Regions from separate parts of the Sus scrofa genome. Here region 1 is linked to region 2. The links are chromatin contacts, called in public Hi-C maps. All regions are on one chromosome and are shown on one strand. Each heading gives the region's core, a stretch centred on a gene start, on an enhancer-like site or on the middle of the called end of the contact. The rest is flanking DNA. Distances are from core to core; before and after follow the strand shown. Region 1 overlaps LOC102166310 (a long non-coding RNA gene). Region 2 has its middle 15 kb from the start of RGS13.

Region 1 (4,460 bases), core at 1,592-4,091, 140 kb after region 2:
CAGTGGCCAGACATTGGCATAAACCTGTTCAGTGCTGTTAGACATAGTGTTGTCCATTGCACAAAATTTCCAGCTCCATCCTAAAAAGACCAATAACAAAATATTTTATATGTTGATAAAATAATAAAGAAATGAAAAAAAATCAAAATAATCATTATAGATGAGCATGTTTGAGCCCTTACTCATTGTACGAAGCACCGTCCATACATGATCTGATTTTATCTATACTTTTGCTCCAGAAGCAGGTCACCCTTTTACGGAGAGGAAAACTCAGGCTTCATGTGGTTAAGCAGCTCATTAAGGTCAAATATATGATGTCACTGATGTGTAGAATCTAAAAAAATACAACACACTAGGGAAGATAACAAAAAGGAAACAAACTCGCTGGTGTAGAGAAGAAACTACTGGTTACCAGTGGGGAGGGGCGGGGGGAGGGGGTGAAAACGTACAAAAACTGCTATGCGGAAAATAAGTGCAAGGATAGACTGTACAACACAGGGAATCTAGCCGATATTTTGTAATAACTATAAATGGAGTATAACTTTTAAAAATTGTGACTCGCTGTGTTGAACACCAGTAGTTTATAATGTTCAACTATATTGTAATAAAAAGGACAAATATAAGTAATAATAGCTAACATGTTAATAGCAATTTTAAGCGTCAGAAACTCCACTAAGCACTTCGTATGTCTGTATCAGGCAGAGTGGAGGGTAGGAAATAGAAGCCGCTCCAGAGACTTCGAGTGGGAGAGGGCGAGGGTGGGTCCTTACAGCTCTGGAAGGGCCAGAGAAGTAGGTTCTCGAGTCAACGGCCCCCCCACCTCCGGGATGACCACCTAGCAATGCAGAACTGACCCATGGGCGCCCCCACCACTGAGGCCGTCCCTGACACGATGCCACCAGTCTCCCAAGACTGAAAATTCCGGAAAGTGGACTCCATCTCTGCTGCAGGAAACCTCCTGGTTCTGCCACCTTGCTTGCCAGCGGCAGCCAAGCTGAGGACGAAACACGATTCCCACCCAGAGCCCTTTGCTGCTGGGAGTTGGGGCGATGGAGCCTCTGGCCACAGTGGACCGGAAGAAGCACAGGCAGGGGGTGGCTGTGGGGCAGGGGGCTGCGTCGTCACACACGACCTGCTTTCCGTCCTCTCCCACCCCCACCCCCACCCAGAGGGGCATGGTTTTGTTTCTCCCTTTTGTAGAAGAGGAGTAGAGGCACCAGCCACTGAAACAACACACTGGAGACTCAGAAAGGGGCACTTGCCCTTTCATTCCAAAGCCCAGACATCCCCTGTGCAGAGACTCACACCAGGTCAGTGTTAACTCACTGTTAGAATGATGTGGAAACACTGCCGCCTGCAAATACGTTTCTCTTCATGCTTTTGTCAGGATGAGACCCACATCCAGAGAGAAGTGAGTTGAAGGTGCTCTCCCATTGTCTCCTGAGTGAGCTGGCTTCCTAGGCTGTGGATAGAAAGAAAGTTAAATTCAGAGAAAACTCTAATCCAAAATGATACATGCACCCCGTGTTCATTGCAGCACCATGTACAGTAATAGTCAAGACATGGCAGCAACCTAAATGTCCATTGACAGAGCGATGGATAAGAAGATGCAGTTCATATATGCACTGGAAATTACTCAGCCACAAAAATGAAAAAATGTCATTTGCAGCAACATGGATGGACCTAGAGATTATCATATGGAGTGAAGTCAGAAGAGAAGACAAATACCATATGATATGGCTTATATGTGGAATCTATTGAAAATGATATACGAGAACTTAGTGAAAAACAGAGACAGGCATTCCTGTCATGGCTCAGAGGAAACAAATAAGACTAGTATCCACCAGGACGCAGGTTCGATTCCTGGCCTCGCTCAGTGGGTTAAGAATCCAGTGTTGCCATGAGCTGTGGTGTAGGTCGCAGACACAGATGGGATCTGGTGTTGCTGTGACTGTGGTGTAGGCCGGTGGCTGCAGCTTGGTTTCAGCCCCTAGCCTGGGAACCTCCATGTGCTGTTGGTTCAGCCCTAGAAAGACAAAAACAAATAAAACCAGAAACAAACTTCGATTTCAAAATGGAACTTACGGTTTCCGTAGGTGAACCCATTGGGGAGGAAGAATTGGGAGGGTAGAAATAACACATACACTCGACTATATACAGTAGATGAGCAACAGAACCTACCATATAGCACAGGAAAATCTACTCAATAGTTTGTAATAACCTATAGGGGAAGAAAGAATGGATATATTTATATGTATGACTGATCCAGGGTGCTGTGCACTTGAAACTCATACATGTAGTGTAAGTTAACTACACTCCAGTAAAGTTACATTTTTTTTTTTTTTTTTCAGGGCAGCACCTGAGGCATATGGAGGTTCCCAGGCTAGGGGTCCAATCCAAGCTGTAGCCGCCGGCCTAAGCCACAGCCACAGCAACGTGGGATCTGAGCCACGTCGCCGGATCCTTAACCCACTGAGCGAGGCCAGGGATCGAACCGCAACCCCATGGTTTCTAGTCGGATTCATTAACCACTGCCCCATGACGGGAACTCCACCTTTTTTTTTTTTAATATGTAAAATCAAAATGCAAGCCTCCGTTGCGCTCATGTTCTTGCCGGACAAGCGAAAGTGAGAGTGACACGTGTGAGTTTGCCCAGCAGAGGGCGCCCGAGGCCTCGCAGGCGCGGAAGGGCGAGCAGGTGGCGGATGTCGGGAGTGGAGCGGGCATCTGCTCAGGGCAGAGGCTGCGGATGGAGGCGAGGAAGATGGCAGAGCGCTAGGTGCTGCTCCCAACTGTCCAGCCAGGCTCACCAGCCTCGCCTCCCCTCCCCTGCTCACCGGACATGTGCTCAGCTTCGAGGTGGACGTGGTGCACATCAGGCCAGCCTGACTGCACAGCTCTAGGCCCAGAGGGACTGAAGGTACAACGAAACGTTTTATGCCGACTTTGGAGACAGTCACATCTTGACAGGCTTTAGGGAAACGCTCATGATCCCTGTGGATGGGTCTGGGATGGGGCTGGGGTCCGCGTCTCATCTCTTCGGAGGCGCAGTTGTTCGTGTGTGGGTGTACACGTATTTTTTCAAGGCTGGTTGAAAATGTTGGCTTTGTCTTCATGGAGGGTATTAGAAGCACTTGTAAACTAATGCTACCCCCTGGTGGTTGTAATTTAATGCATGCGCACGGACGGAGTGGGATTAGAAGGGCACGTTTTAAAAATTCCCTGGCCTGAGTCTAAGCTCCTCTCGTGTGGGTCATTAGCTAAAATGGATAGTGCTGTGCTCTTCTGGCGAAACTCGAGAGAGAAGGCTCCGGGGTTGTAATGTCACGTAGAATAAGTCGTGAGTTCCTGATGTCAGTTTTCTGGATTAGATAGAAAAAGCGAGTTTGAATTTTCAGAGCTGGAGATTTAAAAGTGTCGGCATCAAGGATGTGATACTTGCAGGCAAATTAATTCTTGCCTTTTTGAAAGGTGCCTGGCATTTTTTCAAAGGGAGTCTCTATAAAAGAGCTCAAGTGCCCTCAAGTGGCCAAAGTCTAAACTACATTTTAGTGAAAATAGCATTTCTGTGAACAAGAGGAATAGGGAGGAAAGAACCCTGGGAGTCCAGGATTTTTACTTCACGGTATTAGGAGCTGCAGTCTGAAAAGCAGGTGTGGATGCCATGAGCTGTGTCTTTTATCTGAAATTGCCTGCAAAAATTGGTGCTGAATTATCTCCATCCGCAGACCTCAGGGCCCCTAGGGATGTCTGTCCCCTTAGAAGGTCCTTATTTTAGGTCATGTTGCCTTGTAACCCGGACTGGCTTCCTCAGACTCACTTCCCATGGGCATGCACAAGGATGATAGCTTCTGAAAAATAATCACATCTTTTTGTACTAGTCTTTATCTGCTTATCATGAGGATGATGCATTGATTTGTCCAACAAATGTTAACTTAGGAGCTATTTTGTGCCAGCATCGCTCTGGCCGTGGGGATTACAGTGGTCAGCTAGACAAGCTCTCGCCTGCAGGGATGTGTGTGCGGTGTGTGTGGAGAGACGACAAACCAGACCCCCATGCCGCCCAGCCCAGCATCACCCCTTCATGATCAAGAGTCAATGCAGATCACCTGGCTGCTCCGGGTGGGCTGGGGGTGGGGGCCACAAACGTGCAGGTGTGACAGCGTCTTGTGGGTGTGCTGGCGTCTTTGGCAGGATTGTCAGGGATGGGCTGAGTGCCTGCAGAGGCAAGATATGGAAGGACAACAGTCAGCTGCACGGAGCATAGGGGAAGAATCATCAGGTCGAGAGAGCGAGAGAGACAGAGAGAGAGAGCGAGAGCGAGAGCGCGAGAGCAGGAGGGGACGAGCCGAGCAGGTTTACAGGCGAAGGGGAGACAAGCTGATGGCCAGTGAGGACCATGGCCAGGGGATCAAGAGGAGGCAGCGGGAACCAGCCCTCTCCGCCCGCACTTTACTGGA
Region 2 (4,204 bases), core at 1,419-3,918:
AGAGCTGTATTTGCTGGCCGACACCACAGCCACAGCAACGCAGGATCCAAGCCACATTTGTGACCTACACCCCAGCTCGTGGCAATGCTGGATCCTTAACTCCCTGAGCAAGACCAGGGACTGAACCTTCGTCTTCATGGATGCTAGTCATTTGTTTCCACTGAGCCACGATGGGAACTCTTGAGCTCTTTCATTATTGGGTCCTTGGAGCAAATTAATGCATGGCCTTCAGTGGGCACTCAGTAAATATTTGCTTAATTGAGTTGGTGCCTTTCATAGGCCACTCATTGCAAAATGTGTCCGAAGCACGCTTGCCCATATAATCCCCTCAATAACCATGTGGGTTGTTATTTGGATCTTCGTCTTACAGACAAGGAATCTGGAGCTCAGAGCAAGCAGCCTGCCCAGGCCTCGCAGCTGAGCTCCTCCACCTGGAACTGGGTCTGTGTGGCTGCAGAGCACCTGCTTCTCTGCTCACCTCACTGCTTTGGGTGTCAGGAGGTAGAGTGATCTCAGAGTCAGTCCGGATGCTGATGGAGACGTGCAAAGCCTGAGAGGCGGGAGGTTTGTAGATACGTTGATGGGCAAAAGGACCCTGGTAAGGAGATGTAATCCCTTCGAAATTTTCACAGAGGAGTTATTTTCATCGAGTAGAAATATTTTTTGCTCCTTAGACAAAGAAACTCAATGAGGTATCTTTGCCCCCTGTTTCTGCCATTCGAATGGATATACATGTATACTGGGCTTAGAGGTAAGGGTGGCATAGTGATGACCGTTGGATCTAACTGATGTTGTGGAGCATTTTCTAATCCTGGGAATGATGCTGCCTCACATGGAGGTCTGGGAGCAAAATGAAGCACAAAAGGCTGCACAAAGGACCTCTTATTTTCCCGAGCTTAGAGTATAACGGACAGGAAGAAAAATAATCAAGTTACTGTATAATAAAAGAGAACATAATACATGTGATAGAAGAGGTACAGTATAGAGAGAGTATAGGAGTAAGAAATTGTCTGATTGGTGATAGAAATATAATGGGAGGAGTGGTCTTGGGACAATTCTTGAAAAATGGGTGGCACTTGACGATGGGTGCTGACATGGTCTCTGCCTTTAGGAACGGCCCAGACTCCTTGGCAGAGTTGAGTATCGAGTGAACGTCAGTTGGCTAGAGTACCATGGACTGGAGAAATCCGTTTCTGATGCAGCATTATTAGCTGAAATATGGAAGCAACCTAAGTGTCCATGGGTAAACAAAACATGGAATATAGGCCCGCAGACAGTGGACTACCGCACGGCCGGAGAAAGACTGAACTCTTACCGTCTATGACAACATGGATGGACCTGGAGGGTTTTATGCCAAGTGAACTAAGTCGGATAAAGACAAATAACTACATGATTTCACTTCTGTGTAGCATCTACAATTCAAAACGAATGAACAAACATAAAGCAGAAACAGACTCACCGATACAGAGAACAAACTTGTGGTGGCCACAGGAGAGGGTGGTGATGGGATGAGAGAAATCGTTGACGGGGATCAAGAGGAACAGGCTGCCGGTTATGAAAGAAGGAAGTCCCAGGGACGTAAGAGGCAGAACAGGGAATGTACTCAGTAAGATCGCAACGACTTTGTGTGTGGTGACCGGTGGTTACCAGGTCGATAGTGGTGATCGATTGTAATGCATTAAAAACATCAATCAGGAGTTCCCGTCATGGCGCAGTGGTTAACGAATCCGACTAGGAACCATGAGGTTGCGGGTTCGGTCCCTGCCCTTGCTCAGTGGCTTAAGGACCTGGCGTTGCCGTGAGCTGTGGTGTAGGTTGCAGACTCGGCTTGGATCCCGCGTTGCTGTGGCTCTGGCGTAGGCCGGTGGCTACAGCTCCGATTCAACCCCTAGCCTGGGAACCTCCATATGCCGCGGAAGCGGCCCAAGAAATAGCAAAAAAGACAAAAAAATAAAAATAAAAAATAAAAAAAATAAAAACATCAGTCACTGTGTTGTGCACCTGCCACGAATGGCCCCTTGGAAGTCGACTATGCTCCATTTTAAAAAAGAAATCGTTATGCAAGATGGTGCGGAAACGGTAGTGTGGGACGTTGTGCCTTTCTAGGGGAAACAGTAAAAAACTTCCAGTGTGGGTGGCTGGCAGCCCAGGAGCCTGGGATTTAGATTGTATAGATCTGACTCTTAAAAGTTTGTTCCAGAGTTCCTGTCATGGCTCAGTGGTTAATGAACCCAGCTAGTATCTGTGAGGATGCAGTTTCACTCCCTGGCCTTGCTCAGAGGGTTAAGGAACTGGTGTTGCCATGAGCTGTGCTATAGTTTGCAGATGTGGCTTGGATCCCGCGTTGCTGTGGCTGTGGTGTAGGCTGGAAGCTACAGCTCTGATTCGACCTCTAACCTGGGAACCTCTATATGCCTCAGGTGTGGCCCTAAAAATACAAAAGACAAAAAAAAAAAAAAAGCCCAAAAAACAGAACAAAACAAAAACCCAAAAGCAAAAGTTGTTTCTATACAGCATTGTAAATCAACTATATGCCAATAAAAATTTTAAAAATTGTTCTGAAAAAGGATGCAGAGGGCATTTTAGAGCCAGCTAGGAAGCTCGGTTAACGTGCGCTCCAGCTCAGTGACTCAGTCCTCACGGGCACTGAGAATGCTGGTATGGACTCCAGGATGTCAGCAGCACACTTCTCGTCAGACCTGGCAGAGAAGAATCCAGAAACATGTGGCTTGAATTATATTGAAATCACGTCAGAGACTCTGAATAATTAAAACCACTTTAAAGGGAAGTTTGATTTCCCTCTCGCAATGCTCGTATGCTCTCGCCCAGGAACATTTTTTGAGTTAAAATTATGTTTCATTTTCCATTTAAGATTTGTTATGGTAAATAGCCCTTTCTCAAATGACAGTATCTTGAACGTAAAATATAGTGGGTGCTGTCTAAATATTGGTCAGCCCCAGTGTGGGATCAGCTAGCTTTTCCTTAGATGAAGATTGCAAAACTATTAGGTTAGAAACAGTAAAATGTTTCCATGGCGTGGATGGCCACAGATCCGCCGTGTGTGTGTGTGTGTGTGTGTGTGTGTGTGTGTGTGTGTGTGTGTGTGTTGCTAATAGAAGGACATGGCATGGATGGTAAAGATGTTAGTTAAGTGTCCCATGGCAACAGTTTTCTTTTCCAGCCCTAAGCTTCTCCATTCATCCCCCAGGTCTATAGCTCTGCGTTGCTGGCTAGGAAAATAAAAATCACATAGAGACATAGTTTATTAAAGATGACCAACATGTTTTTATTATTTTCAACAGCTTTATTGAGAACTAATTTATATGCTATACAAATCATTCATTTCAATCGTAAAAATCAGTGATTTTTAGTAAATATGTAGAGTTACGAAACCAATAACATATCCATGACTCCCAAAAGATCATGTGTGCATTGCTCTCTCTTCCCAGCCCCTGGCAACCACGGGTCTACTTTCAGTCTCTATAGGTTTATCTTTTTTTCTTTTTTTTTGGTCTTTTTAGGGCTGCATCCATGGCATATGGAAGTTCCCAGGCTAGGGGTTGAATCGGAGCTGTAGCTGCCAGCCTACACCACAGCCACAGCAACGAGAGATCTGAGCCACATCTGTGACCTACGCTACCACTCATGGCAACGCCGGATCCGTAACCCACTGAGTGAGGCCAGGGATCCAACCTGCGTCCTCATAGATGCTAGTTAGATTCACGTTTCCGCTGAGCCCCAACGGGAATGCCCTAGTTTTTTGTTTGTTTGTTTGTTTGAAGTAAAGCATGTTTCCTGTATTTTAAAAATATGGTAACTCAGGAAGTTGAGATTAACATTCTTTTGTAAGTGAATCGTAAAATTCAAGGTTTCATCCTGTAGAGAGGCCAGATACTGAACTAAATAAAAAAGGACACAAGCGGTTCATATAGAGTTGAAGACATGAAACAAATGAATTAGACACCAAGACATTCACCTGAAATTTCTAGTTCACTTCGATTGAATAATGTGATAATCCCTTTTTGTTTTTCAGCGAGGAAAAAAATATTTATTAGGATAATTTTAAGTTTGTCCTGAGTGTAGTTGATCTTGATTTTATTTTACTTAAAAAATGTTCGCATTAAAGTATAGTTGATTTACAGTGTTGAGTCAATTTCTGCTAAACAACGTAGTGACCCAGTTATACATATGTACATATGTATAC

Evidence for each region. A called contact is a pair of places that touch in the nucleus more often than the background predicts.
Region 1: a Hi-C map of subcutaneous adipose tissue shows a contact between it and region 2, with 3 times the contacts expected there. The contact joins two enhancer-like sites. A contact is called at or near these places in 1 of 5 promoter capture datasets (liver), 23 of 47 Hi-C or Micro-C datasets (alveolar macrophages, blood, brain and 11 more) and 2 of 2 datasets of contacts at active chromatin or transcription factors (alveolar macrophages and skeletal muscle).

Annotation. Positions count from the first base shown.
Region 1 is chr10:1,233,745-1,238,204 of Sscrofa11.1, forward strand. The region is part of intron 5 of LOC102166310 (a long non-coding RNA gene); the gene reads left to right. Among named protein-coding and RNA genes, the nearest start is that of RGS1, 84 kb to the left of the region's middle. Within about 2 kb of position 2,842, at least 19 of the 83 cell types and tissues checked have an H3K27ac peak or open chromatin away from gene starts, as enhancers often do. A contact at or near this core is called in retroperitoneal adipose tissue and subcutaneous adipose tissue, where this site is marked.
Region 2 is chr10:1,094,878-1,099,081 of Sscrofa11.1, forward strand. No RefSeq gene overlaps it. Among named protein-coding and RNA genes, the nearest start is that of RGS13, 15 kb to the left of the region's middle. Within about 2 kb of position 2,669, at least 8 of the 83 cell types and tissues checked have an H3K27ac peak or open chromatin away from gene starts, as enhancers often do. A contact at or near this core is called in retroperitoneal adipose tissue and subcutaneous adipose tissue, where this site is marked.